Regions from separate parts of the Mus musculus genome. Here all the other regions are linked to region 4. The links are chromatin contacts, called in public promoter capture Hi-C maps. All regions are on one chromosome and are shown on one strand. Each heading gives the region's core, a stretch centred on a gene start, on an enhancer-like site or on the middle of the called end of the contact. The rest is flanking DNA. Distances are from core to core; before and after follow the strand shown. Region 1 holds the start of Defb11 (defensin beta 11). Region 2 overlaps Slc20a2 (solute carrier family 20, member 2). Region 3 holds the start of Slc20a2 (solute carrier family 20, member 2). Region 4 holds the start of Nek3 (NIMA (never in mitosis gene a)-related expressed kinase 3).

Region 1 (2,700 bases), core at 95-2,594, 260 kb before region 4:
AGCCTTACTTAAATTTGAGACTATGGAAGAGTTACCCTCTGTTAGACCACAGGAGGCGTGAGGGTTGTGTTCCCTATCCAGTCTTAAGGGGTTCTTCTGCACTGCTCACATGTGGTTTGGCCATCAATTCACATAAGAGTGACATTACTCAAATCATTACTCAGGACTAGGCAGGATTTTGGGAATGCCCCCTCTCATGTTCTAAGCTTGGACATTAGCCTTGGATAATCTTAATCTTTTCTAAACCAAAACACACTTTTCAATAGGATGTGAAGTAGATAAGCTTAAAGAAATGTTTCCTTTATTAAAACATCAGTTACACATCTGTCATTTGGCTTCTATGTGCTTCCTTCCAATTCTTTCATGTTTATGCAACAGTGGAGGTGGTCTGGGTGACAGTTACCTATAAACTTGGTATGAGGAGGACACATGGAATTGTAACAGAACCCTCCGAACTTGTAGCACCGTGCAAGTTGTGCTTTGAGTATAAGATGTTTTAGATCTCCAACAGCTGCAAAGGAGAGAGCAAATATCCTTTAGAGTCATAGCTATAATGCCAAATATTTGAGAAACTTTTCTGGATACAAGCTAGATAACATGTCTAAGTTCATGGGGCAATTTTCTCCTCCAAGCAATTGTCTTGGAATTGAACCTTGAAGACGGGTAATGAAATCACACATTTTGGAAGAATGAGAAGCATAATTATGAGTGTAGCTTTTATGTTTAGACTCAAGCTTCTTCCCAAATACACTGACTACTTCAGCTTACTATTGTGTCTAAGATGCCATATACAATATTTCTTAATGCTACAGGCATAACTGCACCAGGAACTTATTCTGATGTGCTCCATATCTCCTCTTTAGACAGATGGGTCCCAGTCCCTGTTGCAGGAGTAGTGGCACATGCCCTGAGTCAGGGCACATGGGGAAGACCTTTCAGTGACTTGGGTGAATATGGAAATGCCTGTCTGTGGACCAGAAGCTGGCCTCTGTGTGTGTGTGTGTGTGTGTGTGTGTGTGTGTGTGTGTGTGTGTGTGTGTGTGTGTGAGGAGCTTCACTGAAGATGAAGAAGAATCCCTTTGCTACAAGACTTTCCTCCATGTCAGGCATAGGACTTGGGTCTGCTCCTGAATAGGTCCAAATCCCTGCCAGGATCACAGCTTCTCCCTGCTCCAGTTTTCTGTGTCCGTGTCCCCAGTCCTGAGCAGGTGCTGAAGGCCCTCAGGCTTACCTGGAGTGGTATATGAGAAAAGGAGGCAGCATATCAGCAGCAGAGAGCAGAGAGTCCTCATGGCTGGTAGAAAGGGCACTCAGACTCCAGAGAGTCAGTGACTACAGCAGGACTGAAAATCTCAGGAATCCAGAGGGTTGCCTGCCACTGTGAGTGAAGCTCATTAACTCTCCCTCCTGCTGTGTGTCCTGAGGCATTTCCAGTGCTGTTAATATGTGTTCATGCTAAGCTCTGCAGAGATTTTGCTTTCATTCTGGAAGCTCTATTTTATTGCCTCAAGCATGTATTGCTGTAACTTTCTGCTTAGAGAGTCTGAATGTTCTCTGACAACATAGCATATGAATCAAATCAGGAAAAGGAGGAAGAAGCCTGAAAGCCTATGTTCCTACATGGTAGCTCAGCTGGAACCCCTCTCTTAAGAGAAGGTAAGGTGATAGAGGGATGAGAGTTCTTTCTCAGTAGCAGCCTTTCCCTTTTTTTTAATTAATTAATTAATTAACTTTACATCCTGATCACAGCCCCCTCTCTCCTCTCCTCCCAGCAACACCCTACCAAATCCCTCCCACCTAAACTTGCTACCCTTGTCCTCAGAGAAAATGAAATCCCCCTTGGACACCACCCTGCCTTGGGATAATCAGTCACAGCAGGACTAAGCACATCCTCTTTCTCAGGGAACAGACAAGGAAGCCAGCTAGTGGCAAAGGATCTAAAGGGAGGCAACCCTGTCAGAGACAGTCCCCACATCAATTGTTAGGCCACCCACATGAAAACCAAGCTTCACAGCAAATACAAATGTGTAGGGACCTAGATCCAGTACCTGCATGCTCTTTGGTGGATGGTTCAATCTCTGTTAGCTCCCATGAGCCCAAGTTAGTTGACCCTGGAGGGTTTCTTGTGTATCCTAGACCCCCTCACCTCCATCAATTCTCACCTCCACTCTTCTACAAGATTTCTTCTGAACTTGATCTAGTGTTTGGATGTGTGTCTGTGTATCTGTTTCTATCAGTTGATGAGCAAAGCCACTTATGAAACAGTTATGCTAGGCTCCTGTGGACAAGCATAGCTGAGTATCATGAATAGTGTCAGGAGTTAGCTCTCTCACATTGGATAGGTCTCAGGTTGGGCCACTCATTGGTTGGTCATTTGCTCAATCTCTGCTCACTCTTTATCTCTGTAGATGGTGTAGGTAGGAGAAATTTTGAATTGAAGGTGTTGTGGATGATGGCCCCTATCTCTGCTGGAATTCCTACTTGGCTAAAGGAGGTGGCCACATCAGTTTCCACATCCTCAGAAGCTAGGAGTCTTAACTAGGGTCATCCCCATAAACTACAGTTAGCCTTCCCTACCCCAGGTCTCTGGCTGGTCCCAAGTATTTGTCCTTCTGATTTCTATTCTCACTCCTAGCACTCTCAGCCCTCCTCATACCTGATCATTATCCCTATCCCTCTCCTCACTCCCTTTCCCACCCA
Region 2 (2,700 bases), core at 130-2,629, 400 kb after region 4:
TTTTACGGAGGAGTTGGCATTTGCACAGGTCTCTGGGTTTGGGGCAGAAGAGTGATCCAGACCATGGGGAAGGACCTCACGCCCATCACACCGTCCAGGTGAGGAGGCCCAGGTGAGGCCTCAGGAGGCCGTGCTTAGGAGAGAGGTGGGCCTTACTGCAGAAGTCAGCCTATCAGATCTTCCTCCTGCTCCTCTCACGAAGCCGATGGTCATGTGAGAAAGCGCAGAGGGATTCCTCCCGGCCTCATTCCCCACCAGCAAGCTTCTTCCCCATCCTATCTCCCCTTGGCCAGGCCATCTACCCTGACGGAGCAAGCGGGAAGGCAAACTAGGGGGCTGCTGTAGTTCCCAGTCTATCCGCAGTCATTCTAATGCAGTGTGACACAGGCGCAAACTAGAGCCTGGGGCCGGCCTGTTCCAAACTCCCTAGCCACATCCACTCTCCTACTCTTGTTGGCTTTCTGTGCCAATACAAAACACCCAAGGTATGCAGTTCTGAATAGGACAGGTCCTTGTGGTTCGTGCTTTCACAGGTCCGTTTCAGTTTGTCCTCCTTCTGCAACCTGGGTCATAGGAAAAACAAGACAAACAAAACAAAATCCACCTCATAGCCAGCAAGCAAAAGCAAACAAAGGAAAGGCCAGAGTCCTACACCCCTCAAGGATATGCCCCAGTGACCCAGACACCCCCACCTAAAGATTATATCACTTCCCAAAGAGTCTCACAACATCCCATGGACCACACTTTGACATACGGGCCTTTGGGGGCACAAACTCCAAAACGTGGCCCCTGCCTAACCCCAGATAGTCAAGCCCTGAGACCTGCCATCCTCCAGGGTCCTTAGGACAGGGCATGCACATCTGAGATGTCATGTTAGTCATCCTGTGGAGCAGCCTGTGGCTGTGTGGCTCAAGGTTAGCTAGCAGATCTCAGCTGACAGAATACAACTAAACTTCAGAACTATCTGTTGTAGGAAATCTTTTTTTCTCCGTGTTTCTTTTTTAAACTTATTTTAGGGATTTCTGTTCCCTTTGGTTTCCAATTTTCAGTTCCCCATCCTTAAGATCCATCCTAACAAAAGGTTATTTTAGAAGACTAGATTGAAAAAAATTTGTTATCTGAAGATTGCTAAATTGGTCATCTGAAGATTGCTTTTTTGTAATACGTTCACACGTTGTTTAAAACAAGCACCTAGTCTTTCCTTTGCCCCAGTAGAAATGAGTAATTTATCATCTTACTGCACAGCAGGAATTTCTGACCCAGTTGCACACTTCAGGTTGGAAAACATGCTAGGAAAACAAGGTCATGGGCGTCAGCTGCACAGCCCGCTGCCCTGCTGCGAGCAACAGAGTCTTGTTCTCCTAATGGTCATCTGGCTCAGGCAGCCGTCCACAACCAGCTTACAGAATGTTCTGGCAAGACTTCTGCAGCCACGGGGTGTCGGCAAGGCCACACAAAGAGCTCCTGTGACGTTGTCTTCCTGTCCCCCCCACACAGTGGCTTCACTATTGAGCTGGCCTCTGCCTTCACCGTGGTGATTGCCTCCAACATCGGGCTTCCTGTCAGCACCACGCACTGCAAGGTAGGCCCCTGCCAGCCAGAGACTGCCATTCTGAGGGGTGGCAGGTCGGTCTGAAAAGAAGCAGCTACACCGTGTGGTTGGTGTGGGACAGCCAGGCCTGTTTGTTTCCCTAGCACCCGCCTCTAATCCTTCCCGGTCCCCAGCAAGGCACCTGGTGCTGAGGCTGTGCCTCCTCAGCACCAGTGAGAGCTTCCACTCGCCTGTGCCCTCACTGTGCCCACCTGCAAGTTCCCCTTGAAGTCGTGTGTGCACTGAGCCTGACTGCAGGTTCCCATGGGATGTGCCCTCCGGTTCCTGCCACTGCGCAGAACTGACCTCAGAGCAGGACAGAAACAGAAGGAAACAAAAATTATTTCAGAGCAATTATAAGATGTGGCTGCTTCTGGTTCTCCCCTCACATGACGCTTAGGCTGACTCTTGTGCCTTAGAGTCTATTCCAAATGAGGGTCAGGAGGTAGCTCCTGATGCTGGTATGGTGTATTATGTCCAGTTGTTCACAGGGTCCTCCTAATTGTAATCAATCAGTAGACATCACCATACCAACCAACCTGACTCTGATGTATGAGGCGACCCCCACTGGGCACCGCTGGAAGTGCAACGGGACGTTGACCCACTCACAAACTGCAAGGACGGTTGAGATAGCACTTGCCCAGCCTCACAGATGAGGGAATGGAGGCAGAGAGAGGTTAAGAAGCATTCCCACCCAGGGCTGGCATGGTGCTCTGCTGTTCCCCTCCCTCGTACACAGGAGGAAGGCCAGCAGAGACTGGCACCCCCACTGCTCACCCACGGGGACTGCTCCAATGTCGGGAGGTTTTAAAATAATGAAAGGTTCTTGGGCGGCTCATAATGATAGCGTGTGTCCCTAGCACAACTGAGATCCTGAGTTCAGCCAATAGTGCCACAAAAAAATGAATACAAATTACCAAAGAAGCACGGGTTCACTGAAATACTTAACAAAAAACAGGGTGGCCTATGAGGATAGCCATCTCCCTGTTCTCCACGCTTACTCTGTGCCAAGGAAAAGGCAGCTAGCTTCTCAATTTCCCATTTACTCATTCACTGTGTGTGTGTGCGCACGACATTCATGCGGTGGTCACCATGTGGGTGGGTCCCAG
Region 3 (2,700 bases), core at 137-2,636, 310 kb after region 4:
CACCTGCCATGGTGTGAATAATATACTTCTACCCAGAGATTGATGGCTTCCTACTATATTACACTTTAATCATACTTAGAAAAAGCTTTTCTAACCATTGCTGACCCAGGATGGCAAAACAGATTCTATAAAACCATCCATAGTATGCAATAACACCGCTGCTCCACAGGTCCTGGGTGGATGAGTTTCCTTAGACCCACAGTTTAAAGGGTCTGCACTGAAGCTAGGCCTCTCCTGCTAGTCCTGACACCATCAAGGCCACGCTTTGGAAGAGTCAGGAATGGAGAGTTCAGAGTCCACAGTGCAGACATGGAGGTACTTTAACCACGCCTCCCACGCACTTTGTGTAACCTAACCAAGTGTGAGGATATGCGCCTTTCCCCTTCAGTCTAAAGTAAAATGTCCAGGGGTTGGTTCATTTCAGGCAAGTTAATGCTCTAGTAGATTGATGCTGAGAGTGACATTCTGGGCTCTTATGGGAAAACTGACATCTTCCCTCAGCTGTCCGGTGATGTAATGTTTAAACTATTATTGCATTAGAAAGATGCTAGCTAGATGGAGCTGATTTAAGCTGCAGGTTAAACACGCATATTAAGAGATCATGACATCAAAAAACGCATCCATCGGGATTTAGTTTAAGGCTGACCTCCTTTTGGGTGACAAAATCCTTTTCAGGTAATCATGAGACATTATCCTAAGTTTTAAAGTTTGTCCACTCCGTTCTAGAACCTGCCACCTCGCTTGGAATGCTATTTTCTGCCTCTCACGTGGGACTTTTGTTACTCTCTCACGGAAATTCAGACTACACATAATTTCTAACAACGGAACCCAAACACCATGAGGGGAAGATTCATTCTCCTGACTCTCTGAAGCACTGCGACGTTTGAGGTCCTAAAACAGACGGGAACAAGGTCACAGGCTTTCACCCCATCCTAGAGGACGGAGCATAGCTGAGGCCTGTGGACTGCGCAGTACACGTTCGAGTAATTTTTTTTTTCTTTTTGCACCCATCCTGCTTTGACGCACTGCAACTCAATAACAGGTGACAGTGGTGGCTCTGAGATCCCAAGGCCACAGGGACCCGGGGAACGGGAGGCGCAGAGGTGGCACACAGATCTGACGCCCAAACCTGGCCTCCTCCAGCCGCCGCCCCCCTCCCCCGAGCCTGTGCAATCTGTTCCAGGTGACATACAGGACAGTCCTCCCGCGACGGGACGCCGCACGCTCCCGCCGGCGTCTCTGCGGGCTCCGGGGACCCTAGGCACGCTGCAGCCGCCCCGCTCACTCCGCCCGCAGAGACACCCAGGTCGGGATCTGACCCGCAGCAGCTCGCAGCCCGCGGCTGGGCCCGGACTGGACGGGACGGGGCGGGGCCGGGACGGGGGCGGGGCGGTGACGCAGCCGCGCGCGGGCGGGCGAGCGAGCGGGAGAGCGGGCGGGCGGGCGCTCGGCGGCTGCTGAGGTGCGGAGGCCGCCGCGCCGAGCCGCTCCGCTCCGCTCGGGCTGTTCCGGGAGTCGGGCGGGGAGCGCGGGCCGAGACCCAGCGGACCGGACGACCTCGCCTTCGTCACTTCCTGCCGGCCCGCGGTTTCCGGAGGGAACGAGAAGCCAGGTTTTGTTATTGGTTTTTCTTCCTTCCCTCTGTGCGGGATCGGAGCCCGACGCCGCGGCGGCACCGCGTGCCGCGTGTGGCGGGAGCCGAGCGCAGCGCGGTGCAGCGCGGCGGTGCGTCTCTCCGCGCGCCGCGGCCCGGGTCGGCGCGGGCGGGAAGCGGCGGGCTCAGGCCGGAGGGCGCCGAGGCTCCTCCGCGGTGGGGCGGTCTCGGGGTGTCTGCGCGTGCTCCCGGGACGAAGCTGGCTGGCTGGGTTCTCGGTCTCCTCATCTTCCCGGCTGTGAGGCCGAGGCGACTGCTCTCTCGCATCTTTGCTTGAATGGCTAGGGTGTTTTTAAAAGAAAAAGAACAAAAAAGAAAAACACCATTTGCGTGGGGGGACTTGAATAAGGTTACGTTTTCCAGGGTGAGGCAGGTGGTGATCGTTAATGAGTGAGTGCAGTTTCGCCATTAAACCGATCAGTCGGTCCCCCCAGGTTAGTGCGGCCATGCAAATAAAGCGGCCCATTGTCCACGTGCTTAAGGGCTTAGCAATTCCAGCAGGGCAAGTTCTCCGGGATCATCTGACTTCTTGTTACCATTCTTGCTCGCAGTGTAGCGGTTCTCTTGAGTTGGCGTGCAGAGATAAGAGCAAATAATTAGACTGTAACTTTTCACAAGTTGTCTTGCCTATTACAAACTCACCTTCCCTTAGGATCAGTAACATGTTTTTGTAGTATCAGTGTATGTGCGTTTACGTATATTATACACACAATCATTTATATAATTTTTAAACCATTTAGTTTGAGTTTAAAGTTAGAGAATTAGAAAGAGTAGTACACGTGGTGTTTGCTGCCTGTTTGCCGGGACAGTGCCAGATGTTCATAGATGTTTTATATCAGTTCATTCTCAAGGGGAACTTCTTACATAGGCGTAGATTGTTCAGTTTCTCAATACTTAAGTTTGATTAGCTCGCACCACTATGTAGAACGTTGGCTTTAAATAGTTGTTTCTCTTCTGAAAATAAGGGTGCTGATCACAGAATAACTTAGCAAATTAGTGTGGCTTTAGAAAGAAGTTCATAGAAGTGTGTTTAGTCCATTTGGGTG
Region 4 (2,700 bases), core at 16-2,515:
TGAATTACTTGATTTTTTTCCGTTCACAAAGCTAAATTGTTTTTATTTATTTATTTATTTAAACCACCCACAAGCTGTAAAATGTAGAGCACAAGATGTAGTACAAACATCGAAGATCAAACCCTGCTAGGACCTGCAAAGCTTCTAGTCCGTAGCTGGGGTTGGGTAGTCAACACCTGTAAGATTAGCACTTAAGAGGCAGAGGCAAGATGATCGCCATGGGTCTCAGGCCAGCCACTGTCTCAAAAACTAGCCAAACAAATAGACTGTGCCTTCCAGTTTGCTTTCCAGTCTATCACAGAGTTACCAGGAGACTATAGCAACAAATCCTCCATATAACCAAATCCAACGCCGTGTTTCCAGGAGTGAGGCATTTGAACACACCCAGACACAAGTAACAGACCTATGACACTCAGGAGGCAGAAGTTGGTGAATCACAGCCTGTAACCACTGCTAAGTCCAAAGTCAACTAATTCACACCATGGGTTTCAGGCCAGCCAGGGCTACAAATGGGGGCTGTCCCCCCACCGCTCCCCCCCCCCCCCAACCAATAAAAACCTAGAAGAAAACAACCAAGCCCTTCACACTGGTCTTCACAGGGGTCTTAAGTGGTCTCTGGTTTCAATTGCTTTTTTCCTGTTCCTGGTGCCTGAGGACTTTTACCTATGCTATCAAAATGACTGATGAGCAACCAGGCTTTCCTTGACTGAAAAATCAAGTTAGTATTTTTAATCTCCATGTGTTCGATAGCCAGTATTACACCCATAAACACAAGCCTTATTACACTAGGTGTGGCGAAAGCTGATGGGTTCCTTCCAGTGTTTATAAACAAATACGCCTTTAATAAAGATAAACCAATTGTTTAAAAGAGCCTAAAGTGATTTGCAAGTGCCCAGAAGCGGGGTCAGTTTAGACAGAGATCCCAGGACACACACCCTGGAGACCCACCAACCTTTCCCTACCAAAACACCCACCCTCCCGAAGCTGCTCCGCTTCAGCCGCACGAGCAGTCTCCGACGCGCATGCGCGCACCGAACTCAGCGACTGGGGCGCACAGCCTACGGGCTGAGTGATGCGCCCACATTTGGCCGTCGCCCCGCAGCGGGCGAGCGCCGACCGGCGGCTTAGGGGGCGGGGGGGGGGGGGGCAAGAGGCTCCACCCGCTCCTCTCTCCACCGCGGCCGACCCGTACAGCTCCCTTCACCCACCTCCCAGCGGCGTGCGTCGCTTCTCCGCTCCTTGCGAGGCCTGGGAAGTGGGCGGGGCGTGGGCGGGGCGTGCCCCTAGCTGTGGGCAGAGGAAACTGTTGAGGTCTGGCCCTAGGCGCTGTTCTCTGAGTAGCTGAGCCCCAAAGAGCTGTTTTAAAGCTGTTTTGCCACCTTGCGGTAGGATATTGCTAACGTTTTGAACCGGTGCCCCCAGTAATTTGAGTTATTGCTCCAGATTAGGCAGACAGACAACAAACATAAATTCCACAGGGACACTGCTAGCATTTACTGTATGACTTTGGAAAAAGTGAAAAACAAAATAATGCACCACCCCAAAATAATGCATCTCATTCTGAAATGTGTATTTCTTCCCGGAAATAGCAGAAAGTTATTAAGATTCTAGTTGTACCAGGACGTGGTAGGATGTCTGTAATCCCTGCATTCGGAAAGCTGAGGCAGGAGATCCAGAATTGGACGCCAACCTAGTTTACAGAGCAAGTTCCTGGTAGGCAAGTCAGGACTGTCTCAAGTGTTAACATTTAGGGGTGCAGAATAAAGGAACAAAAGGCAGGAATGAGACCAAAATCTGGCCTCAACTGACGAGACTGTTCACCCCACCCTCCCCTTCTCCCCTTCCCTACTGATCCCAGATGGAACTAATGTTTGTAGAAGAAATTCAAATCACAGGACAGCAGACCCAGACACCCCCAAGATGTTAGGCAGAGGGTCCAATGGCCAACCAGGCTACAGTCAAATGTACAGCAGGGAAGCAGGGAACTAGACCCTGAGGGGGCGGGAGGCAGGGTAGAAAGGGACACTGGAAACCTACAAGTCAATTGCTGGAATAGGTGGTTTATCAGGCAGTGTAAGTCATTAAGTAGCATTGAGAGAGGAGAGGAGAGGAATCTATCAGGGTTCCTCAGCTGCAGCACTGTCCACATTTGGGACTCTTGATTCTTTGCTGGGGCTGTTGTGTCTCGGGGCTCTCTCTGTCCACCAACTGATGCCGGTACTCACTATGCTGTCTCCCCATCTGTTTTATTTTTGGAGATAGTTTTCATTACGAAGGCTAGACCAGCCTGGAAAGCACAGGTCTGCCACCTCTGCTGGGATTACGTGTGTGAACCACTAGCTTGACAACCAAAAATGACTTGGTTTTGGAAATCCCTGGAGGGAAGGACAGACCCAGGTTCAATTCCCAGCTCCCTGTGGCAGCTTACAACTGTCAGTTTCTCCAAGGGGCCTCACACCTTCTTCTGGCTTCTGAGGGTACTGCACTCATGTGGTGCATAGATATACATGCACATAAAAATAAATAAATCTCAATGGGTGGGAATTAAACAAAAGAAAGAAGATACCGGGGGAAAAGTGGGTGTGGTACAGACCACCTGTGGTGGAGAACAGTCCAGCCGCAACATCCAAGGATGGAGTTACGGGCGAGCATGTAGTTCATCCACAGTTCATGCTTCGCAGACAGGAAGCTTTCCATCCC

The links. Promoter capture Hi-C pulls out the DNA fragments that hold promoters and counts their contacts.
Region 1: a contact with region 4 is called in a promoter capture Hi-C map of stem cell-derived epiblast-like cells, with 2.5 times the contacts expected there. The contact joins the promoter of Defb11 here to the promoter of Nek3 in region 4. A contact is called at or near these places in 2 of 39 promoter capture datasets (cranial neural crest and stem cell-derived epiblast-like cells).
Region 2: a promoter capture Hi-C map of neural stem cells shows a contact between it and region 4. The contact joins the enhancer-like site here to the promoter of Nek3 in region 4. A contact is called at or near these places in 3 of 39 promoter capture datasets (neural stem cells, neutrophils and pre-B cells), 1 of 484 Hi-C or Micro-C datasets (neural progenitor cells), 1 of 115 datasets of contacts at active chromatin or transcription factors (astrocytes) and 1 of 9 other capture datasets (adipose tissue).
Region 3: a promoter capture Hi-C map of pre-B cells shows a contact between it and region 4. The contact joins the promoter of Slc20a2 here to the promoter of Nek3 in region 4. A contact is called at or near these places in 4 of 39 promoter capture datasets (the C10 cell line, cranial neural crest, liver and 1 more), 2 of 115 datasets of contacts at active chromatin or transcription factors (bone marrow-derived macrophages and double positive thymocytes) and 2 of 9 other capture datasets (adipose tissue and liver).

Annotation. Positions count from the first base shown.
Region 1 is chr8:21,905,088-21,907,787 of GRCm38.p6, forward strand. It overlaps Defb11 (defensin beta 11), which reads right to left and starts at 1,345. Exons shown (of 2, transcript NM_139221.2): 1 at 1,232-1,345; 2 at 287-511. The coding sequence starts at 1,292. The coding sequence ends at 339.
Region 2 is chr8:22,564,117-22,566,816 of GRCm38.p6, forward strand. Slc20a2 (solute carrier family 20, member 2) reads left to right here. Exons shown (of 11, transcript NM_011394.3): 9 at 1-98; 10 at 1,498-1,582. Among named protein-coding and RNA genes, the nearest start is that of Vdac3, 28 kb to the right of the region's middle. Within about 2 kb of position 1,380, at least 79 of the 459 cell types and tissues checked have an H3K27ac peak or open chromatin away from gene starts, as enhancers often do. A contact at or near this core is called in adipose tissue, astrocytes, neural progenitor cells and 1 more, where this site is marked.
Region 3 is chr8:22,475,314-22,478,013 of GRCm38.p6, forward strand. It overlaps Slc20a2 (solute carrier family 20, member 2), which reads left to right and starts at 1,387. Exons shown (of 11, transcript NM_011394.3): 1 at 1,387-1,612. Smim19 (small integral membrane protein 19) reads right to left here and starts at 1,566. Exons shown (of 4, transcript NM_001146117.1): 1 at 1,193-1,566.
Region 4 is chr8:22,165,170-22,167,869 of GRCm38.p6, forward strand. Nek3 (NIMA (never in mitosis gene a)-related expressed kinase 3) reads right to left here and starts at 1,266. Exons shown (of 16, transcript NM_011848.4): 1 at 1,209-1,266.